Regions from separate parts of the Mus musculus genome. Here all the other regions are linked to region 3. Evidence: chromatin contacts called from public HiChIP or PLAC-seq and promoter capture Hi-C data. All regions are on one chromosome and are shown on one strand. The core of a region is the stretch at or near the end of the contact, and the rest is flanking DNA. Distances in the headings are between cores, read along the strand shown. Region 1 overlaps Mcph1 (microcephaly, primary autosomal recessive 1). Region 2 overlaps Mcph1 (microcephaly, primary autosomal recessive 1). Region 3 holds the start of Xkr5 (X-linked Kx blood group related 5).

Evidence for each region. Promoter capture Hi-C pulls out the DNA fragments that hold promoters and counts their contacts. HiChIP or PLAC-seq counts read pairs in DNA pulled down with a chosen protein or histone mark.
Region 1: a promoter capture Hi-C map of hematopoietic stem and progenitor cells shows a contact between it and region 3. The contact joins the enhancer-like site here to the promoter of Xkr5 in region 3. A contact is called at or near these places in 1 of 39 promoter capture datasets (hematopoietic stem and progenitor cells), 1 of 115 datasets of contacts at active chromatin or transcription factors (bone marrow-derived macrophages) and 1 of 9 other capture datasets (adipose tissue).
Region 2: an H3K4me3 HiChIP or PLAC-seq map of stem cell-derived neural progenitor cells shows a contact between it and region 3, with 2.1 times the contacts expected there. The contact joins the enhancer-like site here to the promoter of Xkr5 in region 3. A contact is called at or near these places in 4 of 39 promoter capture datasets (the C10 cell line, the SN4741 cell line and pre-B cells) and 2 of 115 datasets of contacts at active chromatin or transcription factors (embryonic stem cells and stem cell-derived neural progenitor cells).

Annotation. Positions count from the first base shown.
Region 1 is chr8:18,799,784-18,803,314 of GRCm38.p6, reverse strand. It overlaps Mcph1 (microcephaly, primary autosomal recessive 1), which reads right to left. Exons shown (of 14, transcript NM_173189.3): 14 at 126-1,909. The coding sequence ends at 1,854. Among named protein-coding and RNA genes, the nearest start is that of Agpat5, 45 kb to the left of the region's middle. Within about 2 kb of position 1,959, at least 16 of the 459 cell types and tissues checked have an H3K27ac peak or open chromatin away from gene starts, as enhancers often do. A contact at or near this core is called in hematopoietic stem and progenitor cells, where this site is marked.
Region 2 is chr8:18,724,816-18,728,529 of GRCm38.p6, reverse strand. All of the region lies in intron 12 of Mcph1 (microcephaly, primary autosomal recessive 1), which reads right to left. The region is part of intron 1 of Angpt2 (angiopoietin 2); the gene reads left to right. Among named protein-coding and RNA genes, the nearest start is that of Angpt2, 15 kb to the left of the region's middle. Within about 2 kb of position 1,934, at least 69 of the 459 cell types and tissues checked have an H3K27ac peak or open chromatin away from gene starts, as enhancers often do. A contact at or near this core is called in the SN4741 cell line and stem cell-derived neural progenitor cells, where this site is marked.
Region 3 is chr8:18,949,254-18,952,853 of GRCm38.p6, reverse strand. Xkr5 (X-linked Kx blood group related 5) reads left to right here and starts at 1,879. Exons shown (of 7, transcript NM_001113350.2): 1 at 1,879-1,978. The coding sequence starts at 1,921. Gm40464 (a long non-coding RNA gene) reads right to left here and starts at 2,587. Exons shown (of 3, transcript XR_870173.3): 1 at 2,424-2,587.

The DNA of each region.
Region 1 (3,531 bases), core at 710-3,209, 150 kb after region 3:
TATAATAAGTTGGTAGTTTTAAATCATATTGTAAGTATTTTTTCCATTGTAGTGTTTTCCATAATTATAAGTGCAGCTTGACATTTCACCAGACTGATTTCTAATAATTAAAATTATTGCTTCTCTTTGCTGGGCATCTCTTTTATTTCTCCCAAACCCCACTTTTTAAACACCATTATTCTGGCTTCAAGTGATGGCTTCAAGCTATGGATTTGTGAGGGGAAACAGAATTACTCAGATTACAGAAGATGAGGAGGGTGATGAGTGGGGTCTCTCACACCCTCATCTGATCCTCTTCTTCCACGGAGCCTGGACTACTGATCACCAAGCACAACCTGACATCATCAACTATCATCACCCAGCACAACGTGACATCATCAACTATCATCCAGCAACACATGACATCATCAACCATCACCCAGAACAACATGACATCATCAACTATCACCCAACGCAACGTGACATCATCAACTGCTTTCCCACTGGGCTTTACACCTGCACTCTGCTCATGGGGCGAGGAGCAAGTCTGTAGAGCATCCATGCCATAGGATAGTGTTTGGCAACAAAAAGAAATTACGTGCTGACACACATGACATGAATGAACCATCAGAGCATTAATTGTACAGGGAACAAGGCCAATGCCAGAGTCACAAACTGTACGCTTTAATTGCTTATCTCGGAGATGACAAGGTTTTGGAAGTGGTGTTGAGGCTTCCTGAGATGGAAACAGCAGCTGACATGAGTCGTAACACAGAAAACTACAGTGAGCTGAGCACTGCTTTTAAGCTCACTGGGACTCAGTGTCTGTTAGGTGACGGAGCAGCATGACATGTGGTGGCACTAGACTACAGCCCAACACTGGGGACACCAACAAGAGGAGGTCTGCAAGCCCCAGGCCAGTCTCCCGTGTCGACACACTGAAGAGTGATTGACCTGATGATGGCACGTCCAGCCTTTTCACAGTGTAATACAACGTGGTCATCTAGAGTTCACCCGGAAGAATTGTGCAATTGAGTTACAACCCCGCTGGGGTTGGGGGAAATATATGTACACACAAATCTCTTAATACTTTTAAATATGTTTATAATTTTATATGAGCTACATTCTAGGTACCCTTAAACAAGTTTGATACATGGGTCATGGGTTGGACACCTTTGACAGAACTCTACCCCAGAAGCTGACTTTCCTTAGGGAACCTCAGGGGAGTCAGTAGAGGCAGAGTGGTAGACATTCGCAAGGTCGGTGAATAAAACGTTCATACCTGTCTTCCTTAGTTGTTCTGAGGGGCATCTCAAGGGACATAATTGCAATCTTAATAATGCATGATTGTCCTTCCTATCTAGACACAACATGCTAATAAAGATCTCAGCGTCTAAGTCAGAAGAGTTAGGGAGCTATTTGATTGTTTAGGACTACAGCAATTTAAATCAACTTCCATTCTATAATTGGGAACAAGTATCTCAAGGACAAAGGTTCTGTGACCTTTCCATCATGATCATTATTAGTATTGTATAAAGTACCCAACTGGTGCTGGTCAAGACTTCTCTGAAATACAATGAGTCATGAATAAGTTACATAAAGAGTTTTAAGGATAAAAGCTGGAGATGTAGTTCCACAGTACAGTGCTTACTTAGCAAGCCTTGGATTTAATCTCTAGACACCTAGACACACACACACACACACACACACACACACACACACACACACACACACACACACCACATACCCTCTGAAGATAAAAACCATAGCACACAAAGTGACATGTGACTTCAAGCCCTAAGGTGTCTGCTGGTTCCTTTTCTCCAGAGTTGTTCTTCTTGAGTGTTGAGGATAGCAGCCTCATTGTAGATGTCTCACTGTAGCAGTTGGTAGTTGTTAAAGTCACAGATCTTGTGTTGGGTGATGGAATCTAGAGAAAGAAAAATCAGCTTGACAGTTAAGATAGCTAGTTGCAACACAGGAAATCCACTTCCCCCACCCCCGACCCTCCCTTGTCAGTATAGCCCTGGAAATCACTTTGTAGACCGGGCTGACCTCAATTCGACCTTGCGAATGTCTACCACTCTGCCTCTACTGACTCCCCTGTGGATACCTGCCTCTCCTCCCAAGTGCTGGGATTAAAGGTGTGCACCACCACTGCTCTGTTATGATCCTTTATTGTATGCTTCACAAGATGATAGTTTAAACATCTTAAATGTTTCAGAGCTCTCCATAGTCTCAGTTGTTCTTATAGTACTCTCGATTTTAAAAATAAAATGAAATAAAGTAAAACAAAGTAATACCAGTCACACCGGCCCCTGATTAATCCAGTTGACAGTCCCTTGTCCTATTAGGTTGTATCACAGTGAGGACATTCCTACCAGGGCAGATATTCTGTTGGACGGAGCTGGGACAGCTGTCTTTAACGATACCTGAGCTCTAATCTCAGTGAGCTACTTCAATACCCACTGTTAGAAGGCAGATTATAAATATTTAATTTTAATTATATTAATTATGATATCTAGACTGTGCCAGGCTGTCTACCCGCTAGGGATTCCATGATGAATACAAAGGTAGGCACAGTTCCTAAAACCCAGTTTGTGGCTCAATGGATGAGGTTGGAATGGGGGAATGCTAGAGTCTTGCAGTTTGAAGCTTCATTGCTTTATGAAACTATCTGGTCCCAGGGAAAGCTGGTGAGCTAGTCAGCTGGTCAGAGTAGTGGGATGTGTAATGTTCCACAGACTTATGTTGAAAGCTCAGTCCCCAGCTGGCATGGCTACTTTGGGAAGTGCTGGAAACTTTAGGGGTAAAGCCAAGCAGAAGTGGGTGGCTGAGTCCTTTGTTTGGGTCCTGCCCTGGCTCTTTCTTCTCACTCCCTAAGTTTCATAGCTGCTATAAGCTGTATAAGCTCTGCTGTGTACAACCCCCCAATCTTGAGGTTCTGTCTGCCTATGCCCCCAAGACAGTAGAACCAGCCAACCATGCATTGGGCCACAACATATCCTTCCTCTTGTGTCATTTTTCTCAGGAATTTTGTCACAAGAACAAAAATTGTGACTAATACACTATCATTTGTCAATACTAAGATGCTTACTACACATAACTGTCTTACTACAAAAACAGAAAAGGAACACGGCTGCCTGGTGGTGACAAGCTTAATTACAATGATTACAGGCCATCTCCCATGAGACAGCTATATAATCAGTTAGACAATAATATCTGAAGGGCCTTGAAGAGGGAAGCCTATTGGAAGATGGACCTCTATGGTGGCTGAGTGGAACAAGGGAGGAGAAAGACTGGTTCATTCTAGAAATAAAAAATAGAAAATAAATGGGCAGTAGAAGAAATAGAAAAGCTCATCTTAGTTTTGGCTTAAGGAACTGTTCCAGAATGTCACTGCTGCCTTCCTGTATAGATATGCTTCCATATAAGAGTGTGAGCTGGAGAGGGGTTCCCTGGGGGACGTCAGAAGAGGGAAGCACACTAACTACACCCACAGCACTGTATATCAAGACAACTCTTGTCAGGATGGGCTGTCTGCAATGTTGC
Region 2 (3,714 bases), core at 685-3,184, 220 kb after region 3:
GCTAATCTTTATTTTGCTACCCATGATAGGTTTTAGATTTCCTATAACTGGAGCAGTGCAGCCTGTACTTCTGCTCGGTGATTCTATTTTTCAATGGCTCATTCACGCTGTTGCATGCATTGAAATGTGCTTCCGCCATCACTGGGGAGTGATTTGTTATACAGCCAGGTTTTCACACCCATGTGTAAGTTCAGGTGGACGTATGCTCTTTTATGGAAGTCAATACTTCAATACTTCTCTGTTGGCCAAACCCATGTGCTATACCTTACACTGTTATCTTTGGAGTCTATTGTTAGAATGACTTAAAAGCAGACTGGTGTGAAGTCCAAGATCAACTTATTTCCTAATGAAATTGGCCACTCAGGGCCCATGCTGAGTGGTGGTCGTGCTGTTCAATCTGGAGGCGTCAAGGGGGAGCTCTGAAGAGAGGGATCACCTCAGTGGGTTGAAGTCCTGGACAAACACGTAATGAATCTCCCCAAGGTTATGGTCAGGGTTAGAACGGAGACAACAGAAGGCCCGAGTGATGGGAAAGTGAGATGGGGGAGGAAGGACGGGCTCGACTGTCCACTAGCTTCTCACTCAGGCCTGATGTTGCTACCTTGCCGCTGTTTTCAACCTTTCCCATCATCAAGGCGTAGGGAAAGACTGGCATATACAAGTTTCCCAAACTAGAGCTTGCTCCTGTGAACTCTGAGAGCTTTCTTCCTTTCGTAGGTCTTCCTGGATAGCACTGCCCTCCAACAGGTGAGGTGTGCTCACTACACACAGCTCACACGGCTCAGAACTTCTCTCTGAGAGCCGGCTGTCCCCTGCTGCCAGGGCAGTTACCAGGACTACTCGACATGCAGGGAAGGTACCAGGAGAACAGAGTTCCTTGGCTGAAACTGGCCCACGTGGGGCTCCTGGCTGCTGGGGATAAAGGGTAGGGAGGATTCGGGTCCTCACTTCTGCTTTTCCATTGTATTTCCAAGGCAGCTGTTGCCTTAGTAGGGACTTTGCCCTCTAAGGCAATGTGAGTCATCAAAGAGGCTGGGGGCTGAAGGATTGAGGAATGGGGAAAGATCTTGGTTGGTCTGCACCTCGCAGCTGGAAAATACTGGAACAGAAGCAAAGCACTGGGAGCAAATTCTCCACTTCAGCTCTAACTTTGGCCTTGAACGTCACCCCAGGTGGGGGCCAAGATTCAGAGGAACGAAACACTCAGAATGTGGATCCCAACAAGCAGTAAAACCCCAGGGCAGGTCCTTCTACCAGGGGACTCAGTAAGTGACAGAGATGCAACATTAAAGCTGGCACCCACACTTTGTAAACTTGACACTGAATTCCTACAGCCGAAGGAAACTGTCGAGATCAAATTAAAGCAGATCATGGGGATTTAGGCCAAGTCACAGGATAACCGCAGTGAGCTTTGGCTTGAAAATGGGGCAGGATGAGTCATATTTTGATTAAGACAAACAGATCTAACAATACGAAAAAAACAAAAACCAAACTCTACTACTGCAGTCTTCTGTGTTTGCCCCTCATTCCCACAAAGTACGCCAAGCAGGGCAAACTCTGAGTGAACTGTGGGGCTAATGTCATTGTGGCTCTGAAAAAAGAGGTCCACTTAGATGGCCTCAGTGATATCATTAATGAGCCCCCAAAGAAGTAGCAGACTGGGCCAGCTGCTCTGTGATCCCAAGTGGTACCACAGCCCCTAGCCTCACTGGTAAGTAGAATATAATTCTTAAAACTCACTGTCCCCCTTTATTTTGTGAGTAAAAATCCAAGCACGCAGGAGAAAAATCAGTTCTGAATGGCACGCTTTTTATAACTTGTGGCAGCAGGGTGAAAGGGCACAGGAATTTTCCACTAGCTTCCAACTGAACAGCCCTGCATGCAAGGCAAGAGGGCTGGGGAGAGGGGCAGACCTCCGAACTGCATCTAATTATGGGAAAATGACTCAGGTCCCTTGTACTTTCACCACAAGCTTCTGGAGAGGCACGCCGAGGCTTTCCCTCAGAGACGGCTGTGGCGCTCAAGTCAATGTGGCTTTCCTATATAACTGAGTGTCCTAGAATTGTTCACCTAAGAACAAGTGAGGACTGGATGGGCGCACTGTAAATCATGAGCAAGCAGTAGTTGGCAAGATCGCCCTTTGAAAGCCAATGCCCACTTCTGCACTTCTGCCTACCACAAAATGCACTGGCCAGGGGCAGGCGGAGTCCCACGGCACCACACGCTGCTCTGAGAACATGCCATCAGGTACTTGGGAAAGCTGCTCACCTGAAGGGGGATAGGGCCTCAAAGCATCACAAGCTAGAAAAACACTCAAGTCTAAGACCTCTTCTAAGGCCCCGCTAAGGTCTTAGACACTCTGCACTTCTGTTCATGTTTCTAGTTTGCTGACAAGCACACAGATAGCAACTAAAGGCAATGTCTTGACTGGAGGCAGGGAAGGAGGAGGAGGGCTGGGTCTCCAATCGAAATCCCACAGAGGGCAAGGCTCTGGCCAATGTGTTTCCACTTTTCTTAGTTCCTGGTATCCAGAGTGTCTCAGTAATTATTACTTCTTTCATAGCACCCCTAGGTTGAAACAAATACTTAATAAATGAATTGACTAGTACATTAGGTCCAAATGATTTAAACACTTAGCAGTCATTTCAACACATAAATGCACACAAACTGCAAGAAATAAATGACCCTTTGTTTACTTTTTTTTTTTTTGACAAAGTATTGTTATGTAGTCCAGGCTGACCTTCAGTTTGCCTCAGCCTTCTGAATGGAGTTGTTTCTTAAGTATGAATGGAGTGGATTTAGCCTATAGGCAGCACAATGTTCCTTTGGAGTCAAAGTGGACACTGCCCCAGTGAGTTCTAGTTCATCTTCTATCCTGCCAGGCTTGCTTTCTGCAAGAGCGGCCACCAGAAACTCAGCTTCACAGAAGGACGATCAGACATTACAACTGGGGGGCTCTGAGCCTCTGGCTCCTCTAACAGTAGACAGAGTTGAATGCTGTGAGTTTTCCTTGAGCATTTTAAAACTCCCCTCCATGGTATTGTCTGCTCACTGCAGGCACTCAGGATGCCTTAGTGTGGACTTTGGAGTCTGTGCTAATTTGTTCAACTTGACTCCTCCTCCTCCTCTTCCTCCTCCTCCTCTTCCATTCAGAGCAAGGCCTCATGTAGCCCAGGCTATCCTTGAACTCATTATATAGTGGAGGATGTCCACAAACCTTTGATCCCTCTGCCTCCACCTCCTAAGTCCCAGGAGTACAGGTGTTGGTGACCAAAACTAGCTTATATGGTGCTAGGGACTGACCCCAGAGCTTCATGCACACTAGGTAAGCACTATAAATGAGCACTACAACTTGCCATTTATATGACAAGCTCCTCAGTATCTCTATGTTACTTTTCCCAACGAGGAATGGAAAACTTAAACAAGCTGGCCCAGGAGCTCCTATGGAGCTGAGCTGCAACTTGCCTCTCCGTGGAGATGCCTGCAGGAGAGCTTCAAAGACAGTGGCAAGTCCCTCCCTAGCCACTCGGTCCTGGCACAGCCAGGCTTCCACATTGCTACTCAAAGCATGACACACTTAGTGCACTGGAGGAACCCAAGACAGAATTAAATCCACCCAGCTGGCTCGTATCACTTCCTCAGAGCGCTGCGGCCTCACTCCACCGAGCACCGGGCAGAGCCACCATCCACAGTACAGCTTAAGTTCTCTCTGCC
Region 3 (3,600 bases), core at 630-3,129:
CTGCTTGGGAGGCCTGAATCAGCAACCTTCAGAGTTACAAGCAGTCCTGTGGGAAACAAGGAGATGGATGGCCTATCACAGGCAGCTCCTAGCTCATTCTAGGACCCGTTTTAGTCCTGAGCACAGACACATCCTGTGCGTAAGAAGTTCTACCTACCCTAGGGAAGTCTTCTCTGGGAAGCTGGATTATTCTCCAGAGAGGCCACCAACAATCTAATCGGGCCATATCAGCCAGGGCCTGGGACTTACCAAGAGTGGGAATCTTGAGACTATAAAGGATCTCTCAACGCATCTACCTTACCCAGGCGAGATTTCCCCAGTCAGCTTGAAGGATAGAGAATACCAGCATTTCTGGTCTAATGCCATGTGGAGCCTGCAGGAGAAATCTAAACCCATGTCAGGGTGATCTCTCTGATGTTGCCGCTGCTTTTGAGACATCCCTGCTCCTTGTAAGTAATGAGTCCCCCACTCCAGTTAGTCACCACAGTAAATACTCATTGGTTCACCAAGCTGGACAAGGGTGCAGCCATTGCTTTTATCTGTCATGTTTTGTCTCTCCAGGAAGTCTGTCTCACAAGAGCCTCCCCTGAGTCAGGTCTAGAGACAGTGTCATTAGTCTAATGAAGGCACCTCACCTCCTGCCATAGCAGACTGGTAAAAGATAACACATTAGCCAAGGAGGAAACGTAACTGGATAAGTGCTGTGAAGAAAAGAAAGGTAGAGAGAAGGGAGGCTGGTGGCACAGGAGGTGTGATTATGAACCAACCACCTTTGCCACACAGCCAATCAAATAGAATAGAATCAGATAGAATATCCCAGCTGGAATCCCCAGTTGTGTCTTCCAGCTGACCCTTCTGCGATCTCCATTTATAGGATTCTGAACCTGGGGGGCCATGTCCCTCCACACTGGACACAGCACACAAGACAGACCAGAGAGGCAGCCAACGTCCTGATCCCCCACCTTGCCTGCCTTGGACTGTTTTTAACAAATGAAATATAGAATATGTTTTTATTTCTCAAACCGTACACCTAGGAATTTGGATGGGGAGTGTGGTGGGATGTTTTAAGGCTAAAAATGTTGAGAAATGTATTGAAATGTTCCCCACCCATCACTAATCATGAACAGCATTTATTTCCAGTCCTAATTTGTGTATTCTTATTCCTTCGCAAGAATTCTATGGGGCAGAATCGCTGTAGGCCTGACCTCTACTTAGTAATTTCCTGCCACGCCTGCTCAAGGGTTATAAAACATTTTTCCGCTGGGCATGGACGATTCAGAACAATCTTTGTCCCCACGTCCACAGTCCTGTGTAACCTCTACATCGAAACAAATGTCAGGGTGATGCTTTCCCATCTCCCAGAAAGACTTTCCGTGGGAAGGTTTACTTCTGGCTTTGGGGGATCTGGATTAACCCCTCAAGGATACCTGGGAGAAAGGTCTGAAAGCAAAGCGGCTATTAAAGGCTCAGATGCCATTTTAGGCGTGTTTCCTTTCCCTTTTCTGGACACACAACTGAAATTTTTCAAAAGTCCCAATCAGCTTTTCAAATTCCTCCTCCCATGATACACATACACACATACACCACTCTGACTAGTAGTTAAGTGGACTCTGTTTTGAGCAAACCCGCTGACTATGACCACCCAGTGACTAACCCATTTCGCTTCAGAACAAACCCATTGTGTCTTACAGCCGTTAGGAGGCTGGGACAGCATGCAAATCTGACACAGACCGCGAGACTGCCCCCTAAGAACCTGTCGGTTCCTCCTGCCCCCTGTCCCCGCCTTCACCCCAACCCTACTAGCAACTTGGTAACTGACTGGGAAGAAAAGCCTCCTGTCTTGGGGCCCCAAGCCGGAAGCCTCCCCAACCCGGTCCCGGGCAGGGGAAGGGGCGGGCACAGGCAGCAGCAGCTCAGAAGATGCACGCGGGGCTCCTGGGGCTCTCTGCCCTGCTGCAGGCGGCCGAGCAAAGCGCGCGTGAGTGAGGCGCAGCCCGCGAGTGCTCACCCCTCCAATACCCTACTCCAACCCAGTGTGCGGGGCACATCTACCACCGCTGTGCCTCCTCCTCCTCCGGCAGGCAGGCAAGCGGCGAACACTGCGCCGGTGCACGCACGATGATCTCCCGTCCTAGCCTGCAGAGCACTCCCTGTGTGATCCCCTCACCATGCATGATTTCCTCCATCCAGTTAGACATCCCTCCATGCATGGATCCTCCCCATACTCCAAACCCGGAGCCCTGAGTCCCTTCTCTCTCCTCTCGCTGGTGCTCTGCAAAGAGCTGCGTGAGGAGGCTACTTTGGAGCGCCAGCACTTGGTGAGGCGCCCTGGCTCCCTGGACACCCGGGCTCCGGGCTGGGGTGGCATGCGATCCAAGAGCTGGGAGAGGTGGAGGGGTGGGATCCCAAAGGACACTGGTTACCCTTTCGAGATTGTGACACAGCAGAACGCTGGTTTACTGAAGACAAGGGTCCTGTGGGTAGCGGAGATGAAGCAAGATGGCCATAGTTTTCGCGCCTTTCGCGTTTGAATTTGTAACCCTTTCAGTGCTGGCATAGAGTGCCTCCGCCCACTTCTGCCACTCTCCTACAAGGCCCGGTCCCTGGGGAAACTCCACCATCCGGATCCAACAAGGTTCCGCGTCCCTTCTTGGACATGGTATCTCTGAAATTTACCTCTGATTTACAGAATAATCCCTGCAGATTCCCGTCCCCAACACCCACTCAGAATCCCAAAGGGCGCTAGTTTAGGCCCTAAGAGACTAGGAAGTACACTGTTGCCCATAGTGGCCTAGTCCCCTAGCTTTCCAACAGGAAAAGAATGGATGTTTAGCAGGAAGCTTGTCAGTGCACTGAACATAACCTGGGACTGAGAAAGGAATAGTGGCTATTCTCTTCCCATAGCTGATGGGTTCCCGGCTCTGCCTCCAAGCAGTGAGGTTTGTGCCTACTGATCTACATTCCTTGGTAATCCTAGAAAACTCAGGACAACGGTAGTGTGAAAGGGTCCCTGAGTACCCTCCACAATCCCCCTCAGTAATCAGTAATACCAACACAGCTTCTCGCTGACATCCGAGGTTATATAGGTGGAGCCTGGTCTGATGGCATAGGCGTATAATCCAAGCCAATGAAGAGGTTGGGGGTGGATGAACGTGGTGAGTTCTAAACCTAACTAGGCTGCAGAAAGAGTTTAAAGCTAGCCTGTGCAACTTAGCAGAACATTGTCTCTAAATAAACAGAAAAGTGGACTCGGGGATAGCAGAGGCCTTACCTAGCACAGGAACTGCCCTGAGTTCAGTCCTTAGAAACACAAAACAAAAGAAAATCCAAAGCCAGCCTCACACAGAACCAGCTATGACTGAAGTCCAGCACATGCAGCCCTGGTTGGCTGTAACCGTGTGGTGACTCCAGGTCACTCCTGGTTGTTGGGTCCCCCAGGTACTTAGCACATATGCGGTGTAACCCCACAGACATACCACTACCACTATGCCTGTCTTATCGCTAGCAGGCCCTGTGGGCTCCTTGCTAATGGTAAGGATGCTGTGCTGGTTATGTTGAGACCTGGGTTCCTTTGAGGTTTGGTTTGGTTTGGTTATGTTT